Regions from separate parts of the Hordeum vulgare genome. Here region 1 is linked to region 2. The links are chromatin contacts, called in public Hi-C maps. All regions are on one chromosome and are shown on one strand. The core of a region is the stretch at or near the end of the contact, and the rest is flanking DNA. Distances in the headings are between cores, read along the strand shown. Region 1 holds the start of LOC123440344. Region 2 holds the start of LOC123444592.

Region 1 (5,775 bases), core at 1,392-3,891, 140 kb after region 2:
TTAAACAAATCATGGAGAATGGATGGAATTTACATGTAACGAGATTTCAGGAAGAAATAACATATTTTATGGCATGTATAAATAATAATAAAAATATCCCGTGAATAGTCATAAACAAGCATCAAAAATTGCTTTTTTTACCCAAACCACATAAAATGTCCTTTTACACCGAAACTTTATATACGAACATACAATGTTCGGGTGAACACACAAGATTTTTTTTATTTTTATTTTTTTACTTTTTAAAATGTGTATTTAGATAATAGGTGCATCTGCAACTTTTTTTGTAATTTTTTAGCGTCCATATTAGGTGAACTCCTAAGGATACTCACAGCCTTGCTAGCTACCCAGTCTTGCGATGGCGTTATGGTCTTCACCCTGCTGCTTGAAACACAATCATGTTGATCAACTAAAACTGTGACCTGCACATACAGAATTTAAAAATGGAGGAAAGTTATATAGTAAATACACATAAACAGAGATACAAAAATTAAATGATGAATGGATGTTATATAGTTAGCCATATATCATCTTTACAGTACTTTTATCATCCTGTAGGCTGCCAACAATCCTCCAAGGACAATCCTCACTTGACTTGCAAAACCCTCTAAATCTCTTCTTATCCGACTTCTTCGTGCCTAGATCAAACTCCTCATTGATGGCAAATTGCCTCACTGCTAACCTGAATTCCTTCATTGATGGATACATTGTTCCAAGGTCCATTTTTGGGTGGTCTTTATCATACGTAATCACTACCTCATTTGGTATGACATCACTAACAGGAATGGCAGCACCATCATTATCAGTACTTTGCTCAACCATTCTACGACCCTTTGGTTCACTCTTATATTTTTTCTCTTCCTCATCCTGCAAGCCCAAAATATCACATAACTGATCATCACTCAGTAGTTCAATTCTATCTTCGTCATCATGTGTCTCCACTATCTGCAAGTTATCCCAATCAACTTCTGAAAAAGGTGTTGCCTCAAACTATAACGGATCATCAATACTACTCCCCAACACGACCTCTGCTTCATGCCTACTTGAAACAATTCAGAAATCATGAACACAAGTTTGGGTTAGCGGTACATTATAGATGTGATTAGAAATTATCAAATACAAACAGTACACTACAGATGTAAATTGGCAGCCCTGGGACAATAAACAGTATGAGAACAGTTTACATCTTTTTCTTCATATTGATAGATGTAAGCAGTATACTACATATGTAAACTGTTTGTATGCAGATGTAAATTGTTTGTATTTATACCGTCCTTTTCATCTCTGAAAACTGCAGAAACTTAAACCGATCCTGGGACACATTGACAGTCCTTTTCATCTCTGAAAACTGTAGAAAGTGAAAGAATAGCAGCATTATACCGTTCAGAATCCATGAATAAGGCGTCGACGAGATCGATGGCAGACGACGTTGACGAGAGCATCGACGAGATCAGCGGCAGACGACGTTGACGAGAGCGTCGACGAGATCAACGGCAGACAACATTGACGAGAGCGTCGACGAGATCAGCGTCACGACGTTGACGAGATCGGCGGCGCACGATGTTGAAGAGATCGGCGGCCGCTGCATATAGGCGATTGGTGGCGCCAGCATACACGTATTCTGGGTAGCAGATGCGCGTTGTATCAATTCGGAGATCTCATACGTGAACATATAATCAGGGATAGTTTGGTATTTTCCTGTGTTTATAAATGTAAAAAAATAAAAAAAAATCACTAAAAGGAGGGAAGTGGTATGGTAATCAAGGAGCCAACGATCAGAGTGACAATTTTGCAAAGCCAACGTTGAAAGTGGCAATTTTGCGAAATCATGTATTGAAAATGGCAAATAACCAATTTTCTTCTTATTAGCCAAAGTAATCTTCTCTTTGATATCGAACCTAAATATTGTCCAAAAGAAACAAATGGAATCAATGGCGCTCCGAGTTGGCGCTGAGGATTACTATGCTGGTCGCGGAGACATCAAAGGTAGCATTCCTCACATCGACGAGGCGTGACTTTCTGAAGATGGAGGCGACGACGTTCAGGTCGACGCGCCGGTCGACAGCAACCGCGATCGCGCCGCCACGGCGGACGGTGCGCTCGATCTCAGACGCGAACCTGGACGGGAAGAGCGCGCCGGTGAAGGCCGCCGGGTCGCTGGAGAGGACGAGGTCGAAGGCGTCGTCGAAGAACGGGAGGTTGTGCGGGTCCGCACGGCGGACGAGGGGAGGGAAGTCAACGAGATCAACGCCGGTGACGTCCCCCACGCCGGCCACGCGGAGCGCGTCGACCGCTTGCCCCGCTCCGGCGGCGAGGCAGAGAACTCGGGAGGACCTACCGAGGAGGCGCAGCCGGCGGAGCGGATCGATGACGGACGCGGAGAGGGCCGCGTTGTGCCGCTTCCAGCGCGGGGAGGACCGGAGCTTGGCCAGGCGGGTGTCGGGGTCCACCACGCGGCGGGACGCGGCGTCGCAGGAGGTGCGGGGCAAGGGCGCCGTCGACAGCGAGAGGGAGGAATGGGCGAGCGAGCCGCCGAAGCAGGAGGCGGACGGGGAGCGGAACAGGTGCAGCAGGGCGGCGGTGGCCACGGCCGCCAGGGCGATCGCCACGCGGTTCAGCAGCCGCCGGACGTGCCTGTCCATTGCCGGCGCGGGTCGGTGGAGCCAGCGCCACCTCCGGGCTCCGGGTAATGGACCGGTATGTGCGTCCGAGGCTTTCTTCGTCGTGTTGGGCTGGGCTGGGCTGGGCTAACATTTTTACGGCCTAGTTAAGAAAGCAGGTGTATCGATGAGCCGGCAAAACCCTCCTTTGCCTATTCCCCACTCCTCTCGCCCCAAACCCCCACCGTACGCCGCCTTCACATGACCACCCCCGCCGCCGCTGCCGCCGCCGCCGCTACCGCCGCCTCCACCCGGGCGAACAGCCTCTCCCGTATCTTCTCCTCCTCCTCGCCAGTCATAAGCCCACCCAAGCGCAGTCCCAAGACCAAACGCGCGCCGACGCCGACGCCGACGCCGAAACCGCCCGCCGCCGATGCCGGCTCCATCGCGGACGAGAAGCCCCCGAAGCCCGTCGGCGCACAGCCCGCCGCCAAAGCTGAGTCCAACGCCAAGCACAAGCTCCCGAAGCCCCTTGGCATCATCCTCAAGGCCCTCATCCGGCAGCGCGACCCTGATAAGCTGGTCTCTGACTTCGTCCAAGCGTCAACCGTGTCGTCGCGCTTCCGCGACCGGCACCGCGTGTTCGAGGTGGCGGTGAGCCGGCTCAATTCCCTCGGCCGCCAAGACGGCATCGAGGCCATCATCGAAGCGCAGATGCCCTTCCTCGAGACCTCAGCCGAGGGATTCGCCGCGCGCCTCATCCGCCTCTACGGCCGTGCCTCCATGCCATCCCACGCGGCCGCAACCTTCCATAAGCTTCCAGCGCAGCATAAATCCACCATGACCTTCAACTCCGTTCTTTCCGCGTACGCCGATGCCGGAGATTTTGACGGGCTCACTGCTGCATTCCAGGAGATCCCAGCCACCCACCCCTCGATTGTTCCCACCGTATACTCTTACAACGTACTCATCCACGCATTGTGCCAGAAGCCCGACATCTCAGCTGCTCTCGACGCTGTCCATCTCATGGAGAAGCACGGTATTCCACCTGACATTATTACCTTCAACACGCTATTGAATGGGTTTTGCAACAATGGCCGCGTGCATGAAGCAGAGACAGTATGGGAGATGATCAAGGAGAGGAATTTAGAGCCAGACGCCAAGTGCTACAATGCCAAGCTGCGGGGTTTGGTTGCAGAAGGGAGGATTGATGATGCAGCTGCTGTGCTTGAGAGGTTGGAGAAGGACGGACCAAAACCTGATACAGTATCCTACAATGAGTTGATTCGAGGATATTGCAAAGCCGGGAGGTTACAGGAGGCCAAGAAGCTGTATGATGATTTGGTAAAAAATGAGTGCACCCCAAATAAGGGAACATATGAGACTCTCCTGCCACAGCTTCTGCAGGCTGGAGAGCTGGATTGTGCATTGACGTACTGTTATAAAATCTTTAGTGATAAAAGGAACCTTAGAGTGGAGTGTGGTGTGCTGCAGGATGTAGTGAATGCTTTGGTAGATGTATCAAGGGTGGAGGAGGCTGCCAAGATTGTTGTGCTCGGGCGGAAGAAGTACTACCCCCGAAAGGGTTTGAGGATGCCTGATAGGACAAAAGACAGTGAATTAAGAGCTGAAACTGATGAGGAAGAAGCAATATCAGAAGAAGAGGAGTGTGAAGTGGAGCATGAGACTGAAAAATAAAATTCGTAGGTCAGGCTTTTACTGATGCATGCCAAATTTCACCATGGCCTGTTTTACTCAGTTCCTCTGTTAGCATGATAGAACAAAAAGTGCAAGTTAAAGTAGTGGTTAAACTAGTTTAATAAGGTATTAGTTAAGCTTGCCCTGTGCTGTGATACTTATTGAAAATCTTTCTATTCGTTTTAGAAGAGATCCACAGAAGTCTTTATTCTTATCTGCAATGACTTGCTTGTGCTGATTTTCCTCGTTGCATCAATTTATCTGTATGGATCTAATATTTGTGTTTGGAAACATCCTCCAAAAGTTGTTTACTTTATGGGTACTTGTACTTTCTGGACATTGATGATTCAACTGTTAGCTCTGCGATGAAGATAAACACATACCTCCCACTTTTTTCGATTCTTATTGTTTATTTTATTATTTCTCTTTGAAGCATGGACAATGCAAATGTTATGACATACATGAAGTTAAAAGGCCTTTGATCAATGATCAGCTTCGATAGTAGTTTGTCAGGTTACTAGTTTGCCAAACTAGAGGTGAATAGTTGTAGCTCCATTCCAGAATGGATTCGTTGCATCGTCATGTACTCCCCTCGGATCCATATTAGTTGTCGCTGAAATGGATGTATCTAGACGTATTTCAGTGCTAGATACATCCATTCGAGCACAACTATTATGAATCGGAAGGAGTCTTTTCCTTTTTTTGACCGATGTTCATATTTGATCATATAATGAGTTAGTAGAGTTGTAAACCAAACAAGGAAGAACTGTATGAATTAGGATAGTAGGTGAAGCAGACTAAGGCATTGCCTAGTGGTGGAAAGGGGTTGATGACTTTCCACCCACCCAGGTTCAAGGCATGTTACTTGCAATTTGGGTTTGTTGCACCAATTGTACTTTAGGGGCCTCCCTTACAGTCTTTCTGTCAAAAAAAAAAAAGGGATAGTAGGTGAACTAATGATTTCTCACAATTCAGATTCTTGCTTCCTAAGAAGATGGTAGGAGCGGACCAGAAGTGCTATTATGAGGTAGTAGAGTTGTAAACCAAACAAGGAAGAAATGTATGAATTAGGATAGTAGGTGAACTAGTGATTTGTCACAGTTCAGATTCTTGCTTCCTAAGAAGATGGTAGGAGCCGACCTCCTTTAATTGTTAGGAAATTGGCTTCAGTATGATACCGCTAGGCTTTGAGACTACCATCAAAATTCTTCCGAGAGTTCAAACTATGAAATTAAGTATGTACTAGTCAACTAAATAATTGTTTTGTGGTTATATCAAAATACACCAGTGTTGTCAAATGTTAGGACTAGACTCATGTATGAAGTACTCCCTCTGTAAAGGAATATAGAGGGAGTAAGTATTACCTGTACAACTCCGCCAATGTTACTCTTTGTGCATTTCATCTAATTAGAGGTAGTGAGCCACCCCAGGTTTAAGCCTTGGTGGTTTGACTGGTCGATGCGGCACCTTATTGACC
Region 2 (6,028 bases), core at 940-3,439:
GAATAAAGGCTGTGTTTTTTGTCATGAAATTGACTTCAGTACGAAACCTCTAGGCTTTGAGACTATCCTGATATTTCTTCCGAGAGTTCAAACTATGAAAAAAATTAAGCATGTAATCAAATAAACAATAGTTTTGTGGTTATATCAAAATACCGATAGTGTTGTCAAATAATCAAATAAACAATAGTTTTGTGGTTATATCAAAATACCGATAGTGTTGTCAAATGTTAGGACTAGAATCATGTATGAAGTAAGTATTACCTGTACAACGCCGGCAATCTTACTCTTTGTGCATTTCTTTTAATTAGAGGTAGTGAGCCACCCCAGGTTCGAGCCTTGGTGGGTTGACAGGTTGATGCTGCACCTTATCACCCGACGAGTGCTCAGTGCTGTGCTTTCCATTTGTTCATGTCAAACTTAGCATATCTGGCAGGAGATTGTTACTTTCTGTGTGCTGTTCAGAAGGTTATTATTCAGGCCTTCGGCACGTCAGTTTCCTAATGTTGATGTACAAAGCTTGCTTCTTACTGAAGCTATGAGAAACATTTTGTACTCAAGGCCATTTATAGGTAAGTTTCCTGATGTACAATGCGCAAAGCTTTTGTTCTTATAGTTTCTTATCTTTGGTAGTTAGTCATTTCAGATTGCTGTCATATAAAATTGCATCTTTTTACCTGGTGTATTTTGGGAATTTGGCGCTCCCAATTTTATTGGTGAAACTGACCACAATCAGGAAGGTGCTGCAAGTCCCGATGGTTCAAAACAATCAGGAAGGTGTTGTAAGTCCCAAAAAATACTAAACAATGCCAGAACATAATCTGTTACAATCTCCAACTCACAAGAGCCCATTTTTCCCTGTTGGTTGTGGGGTGATGATGATGATGATGATGATGATGATGATGTTCTGCTGTCTTTGCTATATCTGCCTGCAGGAACACTTGGGTCGTCTATCCTTTTAGCTTACTAGCTATTCGAGTTCGATGTAAGAACCACATGACTGCATGAGAATATGCTTCTTTTGCATATTATTACTCCCATGACATTTCAAATGTACACAGATTTGGTCGCTTTTCTTGCTTACAGAGTACTTTTATTCTCCTAAAAAAAGAGTACCTATGTTCATTGGTTGTCAATTATAGCGTCTGGACTGAATGTCTCCACTGTTGTTGGGGAAAATTTGCTACAGGACACCGTTATTTTCCGGTGTTTGCCAAAACACACCGCTTAATTGTGGCTTTGCCAGGTACCATTATAATTTTGTGGCACGTTTGTCAGAACACACTGGATGTCCCAAAACGGAAAGTTCTTCACTGAAATCTTTGAAATTGACACAATCTTTGTCTAGAACTTTCAATTCGTCCCTAATTGGATGCCAAACTTGTGTCCCATTATCGCCAAATTCAGCATACGCACACACCCGGACATTAATTCTAGTAGCTGAACTACTGTCCATCCTATGAAAATTAATAGGACATGAATTAGAGACTATACTACTATCAATTCACATTCAATCCAATTGAGAGCAATTAAGAAGGGAATTAGGGATGAATTACCTGTCAGGCACCCAGGTCAAGTTGCCGTCCATCACTGCCGGTTTCGTCGCAAGTGAGGGCGCCGGTGCGGACGGCCGGTGCGTCCTGGTCTCCTCGCGGAGCGGCACGGCTCCTGTACACGCCGTTCGCCATTGGTGCCTGGCCGGCGACGCAGGGGACAGGAACGGGAGGGTGATGCAGGACGGAGGACGGGGATGGAGAGAGATGGCGTTGAGGGGGACGGGGACGGCGAGATCAGGCGTTGATGGGGCAGCGGCAGGGCGGCCTGCGAGGTCGGGCGACGCCGCCCGCTTGGGTTCCTCCTTGCGAAATCGGCCCGTTCGTCTTAGTAGTTCCTGCCTTCGTGGGAGATGAACACTTGGAAGAAAGAAGCCTGCGTACATATCTCCAAGGGTAAGATTGTAATTTCATATGAGAAAAGTCAACCCTTCCGTTTTGGACGTACGGTGTGTTCTGGCAAACGTGGCACGAAATTATAATGGTACCTGGCAAAGCCACAATTGAGCAGTGTGTTTTGGCAAACGTCGTAAAATAACGGTGTCCTGTAGCAAATTTTACCCTGCATAGCTAGGGTGCATATAGCCAACACGAAACACACATATATAAACACACTATCAAATAACAAAGTCATGAAAGGCCAAAGTTATGCCTAAGTAAGGAAAAAGAAAAGAAAAATTGAAGCAATACAAATTACAATAACGACCATATCTGCATCAATCATATTTGGTCGCCATAAGGACACTGAAAAAGGTTCTTCAACATCAACCCTTTCATGAAGGGAATGGCGCTCAAGCGCAACCGTCATCGAATCTAATCAGATCCAACCACCAAAGGCTAGATTTTAGTTTTTTATTCTTGAAGAACAAGCCAGAGCATACCTGAGTAATACCTTTAGGAAGGGAATGACCCTCAAGGGTCAACGTCAAGATGTTTCCTCAATACCGTCAAGTATCAATTCTTGGAAGTACCATCTGCTTTTCACCTAGGATTCAAATAAAACTCACACAAGGCTATTTTTTATGGAATAATTCTTGCATTACTCAATCATAACACTAGAGTCACGCTTAACAATGTCTAGAACAGGCTTTGGACCAGATCCAAGCCACACATCAGTTCGGCCTTGTGATATACCAAAATTTGTCATACCGTGGCTAGATGATTTTTGAGTTAGGGAAATATGAGTAATACAAGGCTTTAACAAGCTCATTGTCATTATCTAAATTCCACTTTCCTTTGTTCTAGCCTCTTCCACGGGATGTGCTTGAGCTATCCACATGATCCATATTTGCACAAAAAAGAAAGAATACAAATGAGCTGGAATAAATATATGAAAGGGAACAAATGTAAATGAGATGCAATTGTAGCTTATTTAAAAAAAGAAGAAACCTAATAGGAGAATATGAACAAGTACAAATAACTTATTTGTCCACTCGTTCGAGGTTGAAATGGTGGGATAATACATAGAGGAATGATGCCACTAACTTTTTCAATGACATGTTCCTTAACCCTTGAGGCCACCGACATCTCTTACCATCTCACATAATTTCTCTTGTAAATGTCGCTAGACTCCTAGTCAGGACGAAGCCATCCACGTCGCCGCAATAACGTTATGAATAGTGTTGTCGTGCTCTCATGCCACCGCCTGTGAATTCCTTACCCCGCCGGGGCACCTTAGTAATTTCACGTATAGGAGTATAAAAGTCAGCCGCTCCCGTGGAGGAACCCATCGCCCGCTCCCGCACTCTCCTCCCCCTGCTGCCCACTCTTCTCTTCGCCGCCCCCTCCCGTGAAAACCCTAGCCGCCGCCGCCGCCGCCGCCCGCCGCCGTCGCGGATGTCTCTCCCACCCCCCTCGTCATCCCCACCGACATGTCGGAGTTCGTGGCCGGCCGTCGCACGACGTCAGGCTGTGGCGCGGTTGGTCGAGGCGGAGATGCCATCGCGCGGGGTCGTCGTCGAGCGGGCCGTGAGGAGAGGGAGTAGAGGGAGGGAAGAGTGGGAGGCGCGAGGATGGAGTTGGGACTCGCCAGCCATGCGGTGCTAGCGGTGGAGGACTCCAGATCCCTTGTCTCCCCGGGTGCCTTGCTCGTCATCGACCTCCCCGGGTGCTTCTCTCCCCAAATGGTGCCTACATGCCCAAGCGTCGGCGAAGAAGATGAGAGGGAGAGAGAGAAGGAAGGAGAGGAGGGAGAAAGAGAGGAAAGAGGAGAGGGAGGTGCTCCGGAAAGAGGAGAGGGAGGTGCTCCGGTCCCTCGAGGCGCCGCCCCCAGGAGCTCTCAACGCCTCCCGAGGACCTCCTTTCCTTCAGTGCCCCGAGTAATGCTTGATCTCATATGTCCATGCAGATGCTGAGCAGAGGGCCAAACCTCAAGGTGAGATTCTTCAACCTAAAAATGTGGCTTCTATTTCCATGAAAGCATTCACATCTGAATCTTTTTTTTGCCCCCCCCCCCCCCCCCACCTTATTGACTTGATTCAATTTTGATTCTGCAGTGTGGATATGGTTGCCATTTATCAGCGATGATAATGTATTTGTTTCCAGGGATGCAGCAACAAGCACAAATAACTTTGCTCGCATGCTTTCATCTTTTTGTTATTCTCTGTACATTTGTTCCAGAAAAAAAATCCCTCTATACACGGCTTAAGGTGGAGGCTCACACGCTCAGTGCAGGTTGTCAAAGCCCTCTTTTATTGTTGTGCTATTGGTCAGCTTGCAGGGTGCAGCAGCCTGGAGAGATGGTCGATGGCACACCTGTGAAGCAGCACCTATGAAGCAACAATAAACACGTCTGATGCCAACATGCCAAGATGAGCTTCTCGCCCAATCCCTCTTTCTGTATATATGCAAGCTTGTGTGATGTTCTCTTTCTGTATATATGCAAGCTTGTGTGATGTGCTCTGCTTCCCCTTACTTTTCCAGTTAATGGATCTCTCACTGAACAGAGCATGTTCTTTAGGTTGACGGCATAAATAATATAGCTAAATTATCTTCATCATAATAATATAATTGTTGGCACTGTCAATGATCCATTAGACAACCCTATGGAATATTTCTATATTTTTGTGCACCAAGGGATTTTCAGGGATTTCAAGGAATATAATGATTTGTTGTTGTTTTCTTAGTTAGCGGCTTTAGTTCTTGATTATCTTTTTCCGAACCCTGTTAAGATGGAAATATACGTTGATGCTGCCACTGGCTCATACCGTTGCTTCCTAAGTCATCCAAGGTGATAACTGAATTCTTCTATACCACATAGCAGATTCAGGAGTCCTCCTCTCCCCCTCTCACTCATCTCTTTTGATTTAGCCTCCTCAAATCCTTCTCTTGCTATGTGAAATTCTCTTTTATCCATGCCTACATGGCGTTTGACAGAACTCCTATCAGGATTTTGATAGTAGAATGTGGTATCGGGCTGGTGTTGCGGTTCATCCAGCTTCAAGGGAAAATATCGTGCATAAATGTGTACTATTCATTATTCAGGTCAAATGAGTGATACTATCATTTTTGTATCGGCTTCCAGCGAGGATGATTTTTATGTGCACGGTCACGATGTCGACTCATGTCTAATCCTGAAGGTGAATCTATTTGTTTGCAATTTAGATGTTATATCAGTATGCAAGTGAATTTGTGGCTAATACCAGAATTGGTATTTTTTTCATGTTTGTCTTCCTTTCAACCTGATGCATGTGCATAATGCTCGTTGATGACTATTCCTTGTTTTTTTTATCACATGTACGCCATGGTTATCCGGAATTATTTTATTGCTATTGCTAATGTCATGTTACGGTCTTTCAATGGATGTTGGGGCTATCTACTACACCCACCGTAGAGGAGGCATCGGCCTAGATACTGATTGAGTTTTATCCATCTGTTAACCACCTACCTGAAAATGGTATGAAAAGATCTATGGCTAATTGTTCAGACACTGGAGTAGAAAAGGCTTTAATTTGGTCTCAATTTTATTCTATTATGCTTAGATATCAAGTTTATAGCATGTGAATTCTAAACAGCAGCAACTAAATGATGTGCTCAATCACTGCCTATCTACTCCTTAACTACATATGTTCTAATTTTGTGAATGCTTGAAAAATGATGAAATCCTATTTTACCGAGAAACAGAGCAAAAATGTATATATAGTGCATACAAAATTTAGTTAAGATTGTATTCAGACGATATGGTACATATATAGAGCATACAAAATTTAGTTAAGATATATTGTAAGAGATATTATTCATGAGCTGTTTTCTTACTTCGAGTAAGCTTGAAACTGATGGTCTCAGTTGGTTTGTGTATTAACTTTGTTCAGAACCTGAATATATAAAAACTGAGTAGAGGGTCGCCTTTTGTGCAGGAATTTGCAGCATGTCTGACCCATTTTTGCAGCAGTGTTAAGCCATTGATGCGTGCTTTAATTGTCAACTTCATTTTTGGAAGTGCATACTCCATTGAGGAATGTAGCATTTACAATGATATA

What was found. Hi-C and Micro-C count contacts between places; a contact is called where the count stands out from the background.
Region 1: a contact with region 2 is called in a Hi-C map of seedling, with 2.5 times the contacts expected there. The contact joins the promoter of LOC123440344 here to the promoter of LOC123444592 in region 2. A contact is called at or near these places in 2 of 6 Hi-C or Micro-C datasets (leaf and seedling) and 1 of 1 datasets of contacts at active chromatin or transcription factors (embryo).

Annotation. Positions count from the first base shown.
Region 1 is chr3H:513,074,183-513,079,957 of MorexV3_pseudomolecules_assembly, forward strand. LOC123440344 reads right to left here and starts at 2,642. Exons shown (of 1, transcript XM_045116916.1): 1 at 1,779-2,642. The coding sequence starts at 2,642. The coding sequence ends at 1,929. It overlaps LOC123444594 (pentatricopeptide repeat-containing protein At3g13160, mitochondrial-like), which reads left to right and starts at 2,838. Exons shown (of 1, transcript XM_045121373.1): 1 at 2,838-4,635. The coding sequence starts at 2,862. The coding sequence ends at 4,298.
Region 2 is chr3H:512,929,723-512,935,750 of MorexV3_pseudomolecules_assembly, forward strand. It overlaps LOC123444592, which reads right to left and starts at 2,190. Exons shown (of 2, transcript XM_045121372.1): 1 at 1,554-2,190; 2 at 1-1,454. The coding sequence starts at 1,936. The coding sequence ends at 1,250. It overlaps LOC123444593 (a long non-coding RNA gene), which reads left to right and starts at 3,293. Exons shown (of 4, transcript XR_006631009.1): 1 at 3,293-3,924; 2 at 4,046-5,128; 3 at 5,906-6,028.